Regions from separate parts of the Hordeum vulgare genome. Here region 2 is linked to region 1. The links are chromatin contacts, called in public Hi-C maps. All regions are on one chromosome and are shown on one strand. The core of a region is the stretch at or near the end of the contact, and the rest is flanking DNA. Distances in the headings are between cores, read along the strand shown. Region 1 has its middle 10 kb from the start of LOC123445839. Region 2 has its middle 110 kb from the start of LOC123445882.

Region 1 (5,446 bases), core at 1,530-4,029:
TTTTTTATTTCTGATTCATATAGAGTACAAATGTTTTATTATGCATGTTTAATATTTTATTGAAATACACGAAAACATTTTTGTAAATAATTAGTATATTTTTCAAATAAATTATCAGTATATTTTTCAAATGAATGATTAGTATATTTTTCAAACATATTTTTTTCAGACACATTCAATATTTCTTGTATGCATATAGACATCTTTTATGCACACATTTTTCAAATATGTATTGTTTTGTATACTTTTTGTATACACATTGTTAATATTTTGTATGCATTAGAGAGATTTTTATGTACACGTTTAACATTTTCAAAGCCCAGTATTTGTCTTTTGTTCAAACATGTTGTTTTCAGGTTTTTTATTTTTGCATAGACAATTGTATATTTTGTGTATACATCAGATTTTCTTATACATGTTTAACAATTTTTAAATACATACCTAACATTGTTTTTAATATATATATTTTGATGTCTATTATTTACATACACATTGTACATTTTTTGTACACATAAGGAGTAATTTTTATGCATGTTTAACATTTTATAAACACATGATTAACATTTTTTCATATATTATTTTGGATGTATATTTTGCGTACACATTTTTTTTTTAATACGTTAGAAACACGTCTCTATACAAGCTTACGATTTCTAAAGTGTGTGATTAACATTTTCTAAATTCTGTGTGTAAATTGACTTTTATAATAGAAATATTTAGAATATTTAGAAATATAAGGAAAAATATATATGGGAAGAGAATTTGTGGCTCTCGGATGCCACACGCTCCCATATGAATATAGCATTAAAACATATATTATGATTTTTTTAACAATTCTAAAATTTTAGGATTTGAAACATGGATGCCCGTTGTACACCCGTATTTGGTTCGTGGGGAAAGGATGCCCGTGATAATGTCAGTAAAAAGGACAAAATAATATATGTATAGAAAAAAAGTCAGATGTATCATATGTCGGATCGTAAAATCCAGCACAACGGATACCATGGGCGCTCATTCCCCGTAAAAATGAACACGGGTGTACAACAGACACTTAGGTTTGTTGTTTCAGATTTTTTTAATGATTTTTACAATATTACTTTCATATAGTGGTGCGTGATACCCGGGGTGCTCTAATGCATTTCCCATATATGGGCTTACAATCCTTGCAACAACTGTGGGCTGCTAGCTGGTAAGCATACTACGGGCTTCCGTCATGATCCTTCAATCATTCCTGTATTTTTTTTTGCGTAAATTTAATCATTCCCCGAAACTACGATTTTTGAATAAAGTAAACCATGTTTTACCTCTCAAAGAAAAAAAAAAGGCTAAGCAACGTGCTTTGTCGTGAAATCTACCTTCAACCCGGAAGAAACTCATAAAATACTACTCCCTCCGTTTCTAAATATAAGTCTTTTAAGATATTTTACTAGGGGTCTACATACGAAGTAAAATGAATGAATCTACATTCTATAGTATGTCTATATACATCTGTATGTAGTCTTTTAGTAAAAGCTTTAGAAAAAGGTATATTTAGAATAGCACGCCGCATATAGTACTCCCACATGAGCAATTTTACCATCACACGGCGGCAGATGCTCTGCACCACGCTCGCAACGACCAACCGCATCAACCGTCTTCGTCGCCGATGCCAACAACCCAGCGCGAGATTCCCCCTACTTTGTTCCTTCTCCCGAGAACGGGAAACTTGGCCACATTTTGTTTTCCCTCCTCCTCGCAAAGCCACTTTTCTCCGAATAAAAAAGGAGGGGAATCTCCCTCCCCTTGCTGACGGGTCTCTTGTCCTACTTTCTTTCTCCGTGGCAATGGCAATGGAGCTTGCATGCTTCCAAAATCGCGCGTTCGGTTTCCATGTGAGGTCATGTGTTGTGATGGAGGCATCCCTTCGTTTCCCCAAAGAGCAAGCCCGTTTGCCGCTGGATCCTTGCCAAAAGGAGGCGCGGGAAAAGGTTTTCTGCGCTCCGAGTCAAGCATGCGCCTGAAAGAACCTAACACTTTGTCCCGGTCAACAATGAACTTATAATAAATGGACCCAATAATTGTAGACAGCTCGGAATTGACAACGTTTTATTGGCGCAGAGCCATTGCTGACAACTGACGGAACTGGGGTCTAGCGCAAATATAATACTCCCACTGATAGTCTATTTTTGCAGTTCTTTTTAGGTTATCAATAAAATGACTGCATGCATCACTCGATGATGCAGAGGCTGGGGCAACGCCTCATTTTCTAAAAAAAAGTCTATTTTGCAGTAGTAATACAAATACGTACAAGGATGGGCCATGGTCAAAAGAGTTTTCCATTGGGCGAGGGAGGCATTGCTCGATGCTCACGCAGAAATCTTTGCGTGGAGTAGGATAAAAGTACGGAGCGCAGGTCGCGAGGTGCCATGCCGTCATGGGCGTACGATTGGGCGGACGGGTGATTGTTTAAGCCGTGTCTTTGGGAAATGTAGTACTGTATGCAGATCCTAAATGGGCCGTTGATGAGTACGGTGTTTACGTGTCTCCCCGTGGTTAGCCGCTGCTGCTTAGGTCTATTGTCACGACTTGTTAATCAACTAATGATTGGTGCCACGGGCTGTTAGCTGTAAGCAGGGCTCGCCATTGGCCGGAAACACAAGTACGAGCAGCAGATCGTAAAGCCGTACTGCTCCAGTTAAACTAGACCCCACCCCAAGGACCCATCATTTGAGTCCCGGATCTTCTACGCCGCCGCATATAGGAGTGACGTGCAGCCCAGGTGCATCGCCAGCCGCAGCAAATCCGGAGCAGCTTTGTACAACGAGTACAACCGATCTGAAAGGTACACCAGTTCGTCCTCCTCCGGCTCCAAATCGCCCGCTTTACTTTAATTATGAGGGTTCCGGCGAGCGTGACCCTCCTCAATCGCCACCCGACACCGCACAGCGCTAGGGACGAGACAACCAGGATTCCTGCAACCCCACACGTCCGTGCGTCTGAATTATGAAATCGCCGCATGACGGGACGCCCGGCCCGGGTGAGGCTGGTCACAATGGAGAGTAACATAAGGCAGGAAACTACACGCTTTCCTAAACTATGTTCCTACCTTCACAATGGAGAGTAACATGTATGTAGTGTCATGCAACAATGCATTTATTAGGCTATAGACTCATTGTTTCTTGGAGTGTGTAATGTTCCGGTAACTTAGCTAGTTACCACAAGCACCTCTCTCTTCACTAAATACGTGCCACATAAGCAAAGTTGTATTGGAGTGTGTGATGTTACTGCTAAGTTCCTCCCCATTGTGACCAGCCTGAGCTCCTCCCGGTGAACCGTCGCGTCACCGCTCCTCCCCACCCGGTAACATCAGGTCAAGACTTCCCCGCGACGCTTTCACGGAAAATGGTGAAAACCGCACTAGTTCCGAAGTCATCTTCGAATTTGGAAATGATGATAATATGACGAGATAAAAACATGGCTGAAGTCTTCAAAACGACGTAAGAAAATACTCCTACACTTTTACCAAACCGTAGTGTAGCCACCTGTGAGCATGGCAAGCCGAACTACACCTGGATTGTTAAGATCCTAGTAGATAATCACTCTCAATCACACATTCATACAAGGTTCGGCCCGAATCAGAGTTTGGAGAGAAAGAGAGGGAAGGGGATTCGAGAGAGAAGAGCCGCCGCCGCTACAGTCTACTTTCTTCACACCCCACGCAGGAGGGATCGACACTTACTTAACCTAACGAGCGGTGTCCCAGACTTGGGCCGCGAAGCGGCTATTGGGCTTCACTTGTCGACGAGGCCGTTCTGGCCCAGCAGTGGCGACGACCGTTGGAGCGGGGCCACCGACAGTAGGCGGGCCTAGGGAGGCAGGGGTCGTAACACTCCCTCCCCCTTGAGACACAGCTTGACCCCAAGCTGGCGCCCAAGGAAAGTGACGGCGAAGTTCGTCAGTGCCTTCCCAGGTGGCGAAGTCTGGTGGCGGCTCGACCCAGCGCACCAGGATCTGCGGAAACATCTCGGTTGCCTCGTCGTATCACGCGATGCTCTAGGATTTCCTCCGGCTGCGCGCTTGCTGATGTTGTCGTTGGAAGCTGCTGCCGGGCTTGTTTTGTTGGGGGAAGAGCCTGCTACAACTGGTACACATGGAAGACCGGGTGAATAGTGCTTGAAGCAGGCAGCTGGAGTTTGTAAGCCACGACGCCAATGCATTGGATAATCTTGTAGGGGCCGAAGTAACGGAAAGCCAGCTTCTGGTTGAGCGTTGTGGCGACGGAGCGTTGCACATATGGTTGAAGCTTGAGAAATACCCAGTCATTGACAGCGAAAACCCGATCCGATCGACGCTTGTCTGCCGAATCCTTCATGGTCTCACGAGCTCGAAGAAGATGCTGGCGAATTAGGGTTGTCATTTGCTCGCGGTCCCGTAGCTAGTCTGCCAAATCTGGGGATGCGCAGGCGACATGATCGATGATGTCGAAGTGTCGTGGCGCATGCCCATAGAGAACTTCAAAGGGAGTAGTGCCCAATGCAGAGTGCGGGATGTATTGTACAAAAACTCAGCCAGTGGTAACCAAGCATAACATTTGGTGGGGCAGGCATGGACAAAGCATCGAAGAAATGTCTCCAGGCATTGGTTGACCCGCTCTGTTTGTCCGTCTGTTTGAGAGTGGCGCGCCGTGCTCATCCGCAACTTGGTGTGGGTCAGTCAGAATAGCTCCTTCCATAAGAGGCTCGTGAATATTGGGTCACGATCCGAGACAATAGACTCCGGCAGTCCATGTAGTTTGTATTTGTGTGCGACAAAGGCATGTGCAACTTGGAAAGCGGTGAAGGGATGGGACAAGGCAATAAAATGGGCACACCGAGAGAACTTGTCGACGACCACCAATATAGAGTTTCAACCAGAGGAGCAAGGAAGGCCCTCAACGAAGTCCATTGTGATCATTTGCTAGGCTTGTGTTGGTACAGACAGAGGTTCTAGGAGGTCGAATACTTCTTGATCCAGTGGATCCACGGGGACGATGAAATCTTCATCTCCCAAGCTATCTTCCTCCTCGACTGGAGGGATGTATTTGTTGTCTTTGGAATCGTCCAGATCCTCGGGCTTATCTAGATCCATGTAGCCAAGTGAGTCGGGGTTGTATTCGAGGTGTGCAGGTTCTAGGGATTCTACGTGATTTTTTGTATCCCCGAGGGTGGGATTATCTCCGGTTTTCGCATTACTCTCCTTGCCCTTACGAGCTTTAGGATTTCTGCGCTCGCGACGGTGCTTGACAGATTCATCGCCATTGTTTTGGACCAGGGCATCATTATCACTTTTCCCTGTAGCGCCATCGTCCCTGGGGGTGTGTATCATGTAGACGTCGTACATGGAGGCGGCGATCCATCGTCCCATTGCGGGAGGACTAGGTGATCTAATAGTGTTTCAATATCTTCGGCTTCCTCTGAGGAGAAGTCTA
Region 2 (5,446 bases), core at 2,173-4,672, 560 kb after region 1:
ATATTCCCTTATTTTCGGAAGAAAGAAAATCATCTGAACTTATTAATGTGGGATCTTGTTTCGAAAATCCGAACGCGAAAAGTACAACAACGAAAATGTCTCATGATTTGGACACACGATTCAAAAGATAAAAGATTTTAAATACGATGAACGAGAAAAGCACAATTCCCGAGTTGCAACAAGTGTGGCACAATCAATACACCCCTTTTCATCACAAGGGAAAGTGGGGGTGACCTTTGCAAGGAAAGTGCTAAACTAGTGATTGACTTAGATCCAACTCACACGAGACCCAATTTGGGCCGAATGTTTCCCCTATTAGGTTGGATATGGTTTAGCCAAAATAGACAATCTAGAAGCACTACATTTATATCCCCTTTACCACGAGATATACACGCGTGGAGTCTACGTGGGAGTGGCTAGGCCCAAAACACCTTGCTTCAAACAAAGCGGTTTCGAACGAATGGTTCCGGACAGTTTATTTTCTTTCCTTTTTGTTTTTTCTCTGCCACTTTTACATGTCTTGTTTTTATTATTATTGGATTTTAGTTTTTTCTCTAACAATTTTAAATGTCTTTTTTTGTTATTATTGGCTTTTAGTTTTGTTTTCTCATTTTCTATTGTTTTGTATTTTGCATTTTATTTTTATTTTCTTATGATTCTTTCTTCTGATAATTTTTCAAATACATATTGAAATTTTTAATACACATAGAATATTTTTAGAATATATATTAAATATTTTCATGTGTGTGCTAAATATTTTTTGAATATACATTAAACCCTTTTGCATAAACATAGCACATTTTTTTAAACTCACAGTAAACATTTTTTTGATACATGCTGGATATATTTTTCAATACACGTTCAATATTTTTTAAATACAAGGTGAACAATTATTCAATACACGCTGAACATTTGCTAACTACGTGGTGAGTAATTTTAATATATGGTGTGAGCATTTTTTTTAATATACATTGATCTTTTTCTAAAATGTATGAAGATTTTTTTAACATGTGCGCAATTTGGTTTTGAAACTTTTCATGAATATTTAACTATTACTTTTACCATAAATATAGTAATATTGTTTTAAAGAAAAGATAAAGGCCTAATGTCGTGGTATTTCTCTGGCAGATGCCACGAGGTGGCTTAGGTCGTGGTTTGGAGCCTACGGGTGCTGGAGGCGTCTGAGAACGGGTGTAGGCGTGAGACACATGAAGGCGATGTATCCAGGTTCAGGACCCTCCAGTGCGGTAAACCCCTAGTCCTGCCGATGTGACTATAGGTGATAACGGTACAGTGATGCTCCTCGAGCTGTTCGTGAGGAAGGGGGCGGAGCTCTCGCCGCCGACCTCGCTACCTCTCTCGTGTGTTAAGTCAGGGGTGTTCGTGTTGGAGTATTTGTCGGACCCTCCCTCGAGGGGCTGGCGTTTGTCTTTATAGTTCAACTAGGGTCAAATAGTAAAGGGAAAAAGATGGGGGAGGGGCCCGGCTCCTGGCCTCTCCAGGTGGTTGTGGGACCCGCCGATTGTCGGGTCTTGTCCGACGGTGGTCCCACCGGCCGAACGCCATAGCGGCTAGCACGTCGGTCGTCACAGAGTAGGTAGGCGCACGCATGGCTACGCGGCCATCTTGCCCGGTCAGCCTCGGGGGTGACCGGTGGCCCTGTAGCCTTGCTGCCCCTCGCATCATCACGCCTGTGGCCACGCCGGGCCTATTAATGGGTACTGTACTCACGGGCACCTCTGCATCGGGAGTCTGGTCTTGTCGTCGTACGTCGGTACGGCTTGATGGGACGGGCGCTGACCCGCCGGCTGCCGTTGGGGCCAGACGAACGGGCCGGCTGGCCGACAGAACGATGTCCAGACGAGCCGTCTGCCGCCAGTCGGCTGAGGGGGGCAATCGGACCCAAATGTCTTGGAGTAGGGCTTCCTCCACTTTTGTATACCCACGGGCCACTACCCCGTCACCTAATGTTACGTGCATAGTCTGAACCGTGACAACAATTTGTGTCCATGATTCTTCGAAATCACTAATTGAGGAGTTCGTCTTTCAAAGATCACTTCCATCTTTCTAGTTTGCGACAAGTGGTGCACTGCATGCGTATCAATTGTCCCAACCTTGAAGTTTTCGTTTTTTCGTAGATCCGTATTTTTAAAACAATTTTTCTCCTAAACCGTAGAACCATTTTCATCATTGGGTATTTCGCATCGAGATCTTCAAAACTAGGTCCCATGTTGATAGGTTTTGATGAATTTTCTCACTAAAAAACCGGATGAAAAAACCGTGGCTCTAGCGATAGAAAAAATCGTACCCCCCGCGAGAGCAAAACCATGCCTCTAGTAAAAAGAATGCATTATTTTGTTTTTACGGCCATACCTCTCGCGAAAACAAAACCGTGTCTCTCCTCAAAAAAAGCGTGTTTCTCCGCGCAAATTTTTATTTAACTTTTTGTTAGGAAGTTAAGAAAGAGCGGTGTAAAACCGAAACACAAAAAAAGGGGAAAAATCAATCTAAAATGCCGAAAACACGTGTGGAAAAATAAAAAACGAAATCCGAAAAAAACACTCAAAACACGACACATAGCGACGGTTGAGAACGCGCCAAATAACGGCGCTTGGAATTGCTTGCTCGAAGGCTCCTGAAGAAGCGCTCGTTAACTAGTTGCTGCCATTTCATATTCGGCGCCACATCGCTAGTTAACGTTCATTTTTGTGAACTCGCGCGTGTGCCGTTCATAAATGGGTCGGGCCATCTAGATGTTGGTTGACGATTTTTCTTTTCAAATTCTGTGAACATATTTATACATCAGTGAACTTTTTAAATTTCAATTGTTTTTTAAAGATTGTGAACTTTTCTCTAAAAATCGATGAACCGTTTATAAAATATTAAAATTCTATAAACTTTTTTGAATATCGAAATTTGATGAACACCTTTTGAAAAACGGATGGTTTCTTATCAAAATTGATAAACTATTTAACGATTCATGAACTGTTTTTTCAGTTCAATGAACTTTTTCAAAAAATTCATACACCTTTTTGGAATATCTATGAACTTTTCTCAAATTTAATGAACACTTTTCAAGTTTGACGAAGTTTTTTTCGAATTGACGAACTTTTTTCAAATTGGATGTAGTTTTTTTCAAATTTAATAAAAAAAATTTGAATTGACGAACTTTTTTCAAAATTGATGAAGCTATTTTAAAGATATGAACTTTTTTCAAATGGATGAACCTTTTTATTTAAATCTGTAAATATTTTTAAATTATATATTTTTATTTTCATAATAAATTTAAAATATTGATGTTTTTCAATGGGATCAACAGAAACAAAAACAGATCCAAGAAAATGGGCAGCAAACTAGTGGGCCGTCCAGGACAGAGAAGCTGCCGGCGCCCGATCATTAACGGACGCGTCCAGTGCTGCATAGGAGCTTCCCTAGTTGCTCCCCTGTTTCTTTGTTTTGTAAGTATATGTGATCGGCAAGAAATTGGGCCGGCCATTTACAAAGCACTAGAAGCAAGGTATAGCAAAAAATTGGCACACAAGTCTGACATGGACCAGTCTAGAGGAAGAAGTATGCGGAGGTTTTTTTACCGTTTTCTTTGTGTGATTTTTCTTCTTCTTGATTTTCTGTTTTTCTTTCTCTCTTCTGTTTTCCCCTTACTTTACGTTTCTATATTTATTATTGTTCTAAGTTTATGTTTACTTATACAATCTTTCATTATTCAAGTTTTTTTTACTTAATTATTTTGGTTTTTCATTCCCTCCTTCATTTTTATTAGTTATAATCTTAGTTTTTCTCTTTTTTGGTAATATATTTAGCTAATATATAAGGCATTTCAAGAAATACATGATTATATTTAAAAACAAACAACCACGTTATAATTACATGATTATAACGAACACTTTTTTTGACATGTACGTACATTTACAAAAATGATGAACATTTCTAGAACATATGACTACTTTTTGTTTTGCGGTTTTATGGTTGTACCTCTGCCTTTTCATTTTTTATTAGTTGTTTCCCATTATGTGAACGATTTCAAAATGATGGTCTGTGTAAAAAAACGTTATCGTCCTTTTTGAGTTACGTGTATATTTTTCAGCAGAACTAATTTATTTAATCATCAAGTAATAATAAGATACATAAAGTTTTTAAAAATATATTGAAACAGATTGTGACTATGTGTGTATATTTTTTTACATCAAATTTGTATATTATTTGCTATCATGTTAGTTTTATATATGATAATAATAAGATATAATATTGGTTTCTAAGTTTTTGTACAGAATAGAAACTGTAATATTTGGATATTCGACAACTACTGTGGCCATGTAGTCCAGACACGGGCTGCACATGACTATTGGACCTAACATACGTCGTATAAGTGCGCCAAGATATATGTGTTCCCCGTTTTTTTTTTAAAGGGTTATGTCTTCTCTGAGGAAAACCTTATTCGCCGCTCGTTGTGGCGAATCGTCAGAGCTTCACATAGGGGGCAACGATGGTCTAACAAAGATGGATTGGCCCAGTCCTGGCAGATCGCTCCGGTTTTGGGAAGAGATCGCCGCAGATTTTTTTCAGTTTTGAAAACTTATAGAAGGTTCCCTCCACTGAATTAGTTTTCGTTTTCTTTTTTTACTAGTATATCTTTTCTTCTTTTACTTTTTATTACTATTTTAGAAAATGTTCTAAATTTTCTAAAATATTCTTTATTTTTAAATAAAATGTTTTGGATTGTCAAAAAAAGTTCTGTATTTTTGAAAAATGTTCGTCACTTTTGAAAAATGTTCAGAAATTCCATAAATTGTGCTTCAAATTCGGAAAATGTTATTTAACTTTTAAGAAAATATTCTGAGTTTTCGAAAAACGTTCTGGATTTACGAAAAATGTTTGGTATTTCCAAAATTGTTTTTCAAATTAGAAAAATGTATTAGCTTTTACGAAAAGTGTTCTAAATTTCAAATAGTTCCCGTTCTTTTAAAATATTTATAACTTCAAAAACTGTTCGTGCGACAAAAAACTGTTCTCAAGATTCAATAAATATTCGGGATTTTCGAAAAATTGTCTGCGCTTCCAAATCTATTTGTTTTTTTTAAACCCGTTTCAAAATTTTATTCTAAACATACAAAATATGATCTGGCCATAAAACATTGTTCACGCTTCCAAATTTGTTCAGGTTTTTAAAATTATTCTCGGTTTCAAAACTTTTCTCAAAATTCAAAAAATGTCCGTGCTTTCAAATTTATTAGGGGTTTTACAAAATTGTTCTCCTTTTCAAAAGTTTATTCTCAGAATTCAAAAACTATTCGTGCTTTAAAAACAATTCGCGCTTCCAAATTTCTTCAAGATTTTTGAAAATTGTTCTCAAAATTTAAAAAACTGGTTGTTTTTTCAAAACTTGTTTGCTCTTTCAAATTTGTTCAGGGTTTTTCAAAATTGTTTTCTA

The links. A called contact is a pair of places that touch in the nucleus more often than the background predicts.
Region 2: a Hi-C map of seedling shows a contact between it and region 1, with 3 times the contacts expected there. The contact joins two enhancer-like sites. A contact is called at or near these places in 4 of 6 Hi-C or Micro-C datasets (leaf and seedling).

The regions. Positions count from the first base shown.
Region 1 is chr1H:467,032,327-467,037,772 of MorexV3_pseudomolecules_assembly, forward strand. No RefSeq gene overlaps it. Among protein-coding and RNA genes, the nearest start is that of LOC123445839, 10 kb to the left of the region's middle. Within about 2 kb of position 2,780, at least 3 of the 3 cell types and tissues checked have open chromatin away from gene starts, as enhancers often do. A contact at or near this core is called in leaf and seedling, where this site is marked.
Region 2 is chr1H:467,587,714-467,593,159 of MorexV3_pseudomolecules_assembly, forward strand. No RefSeq gene overlaps it. Among protein-coding and RNA genes, the nearest start is that of LOC123445882, 110 kb to the right of the region's middle. Within about 2 kb of position 3,423, at least 3 of the 3 cell types and tissues checked have open chromatin away from gene starts, as enhancers often do. A contact at or near this core is called in leaf and seedling, where this site is marked.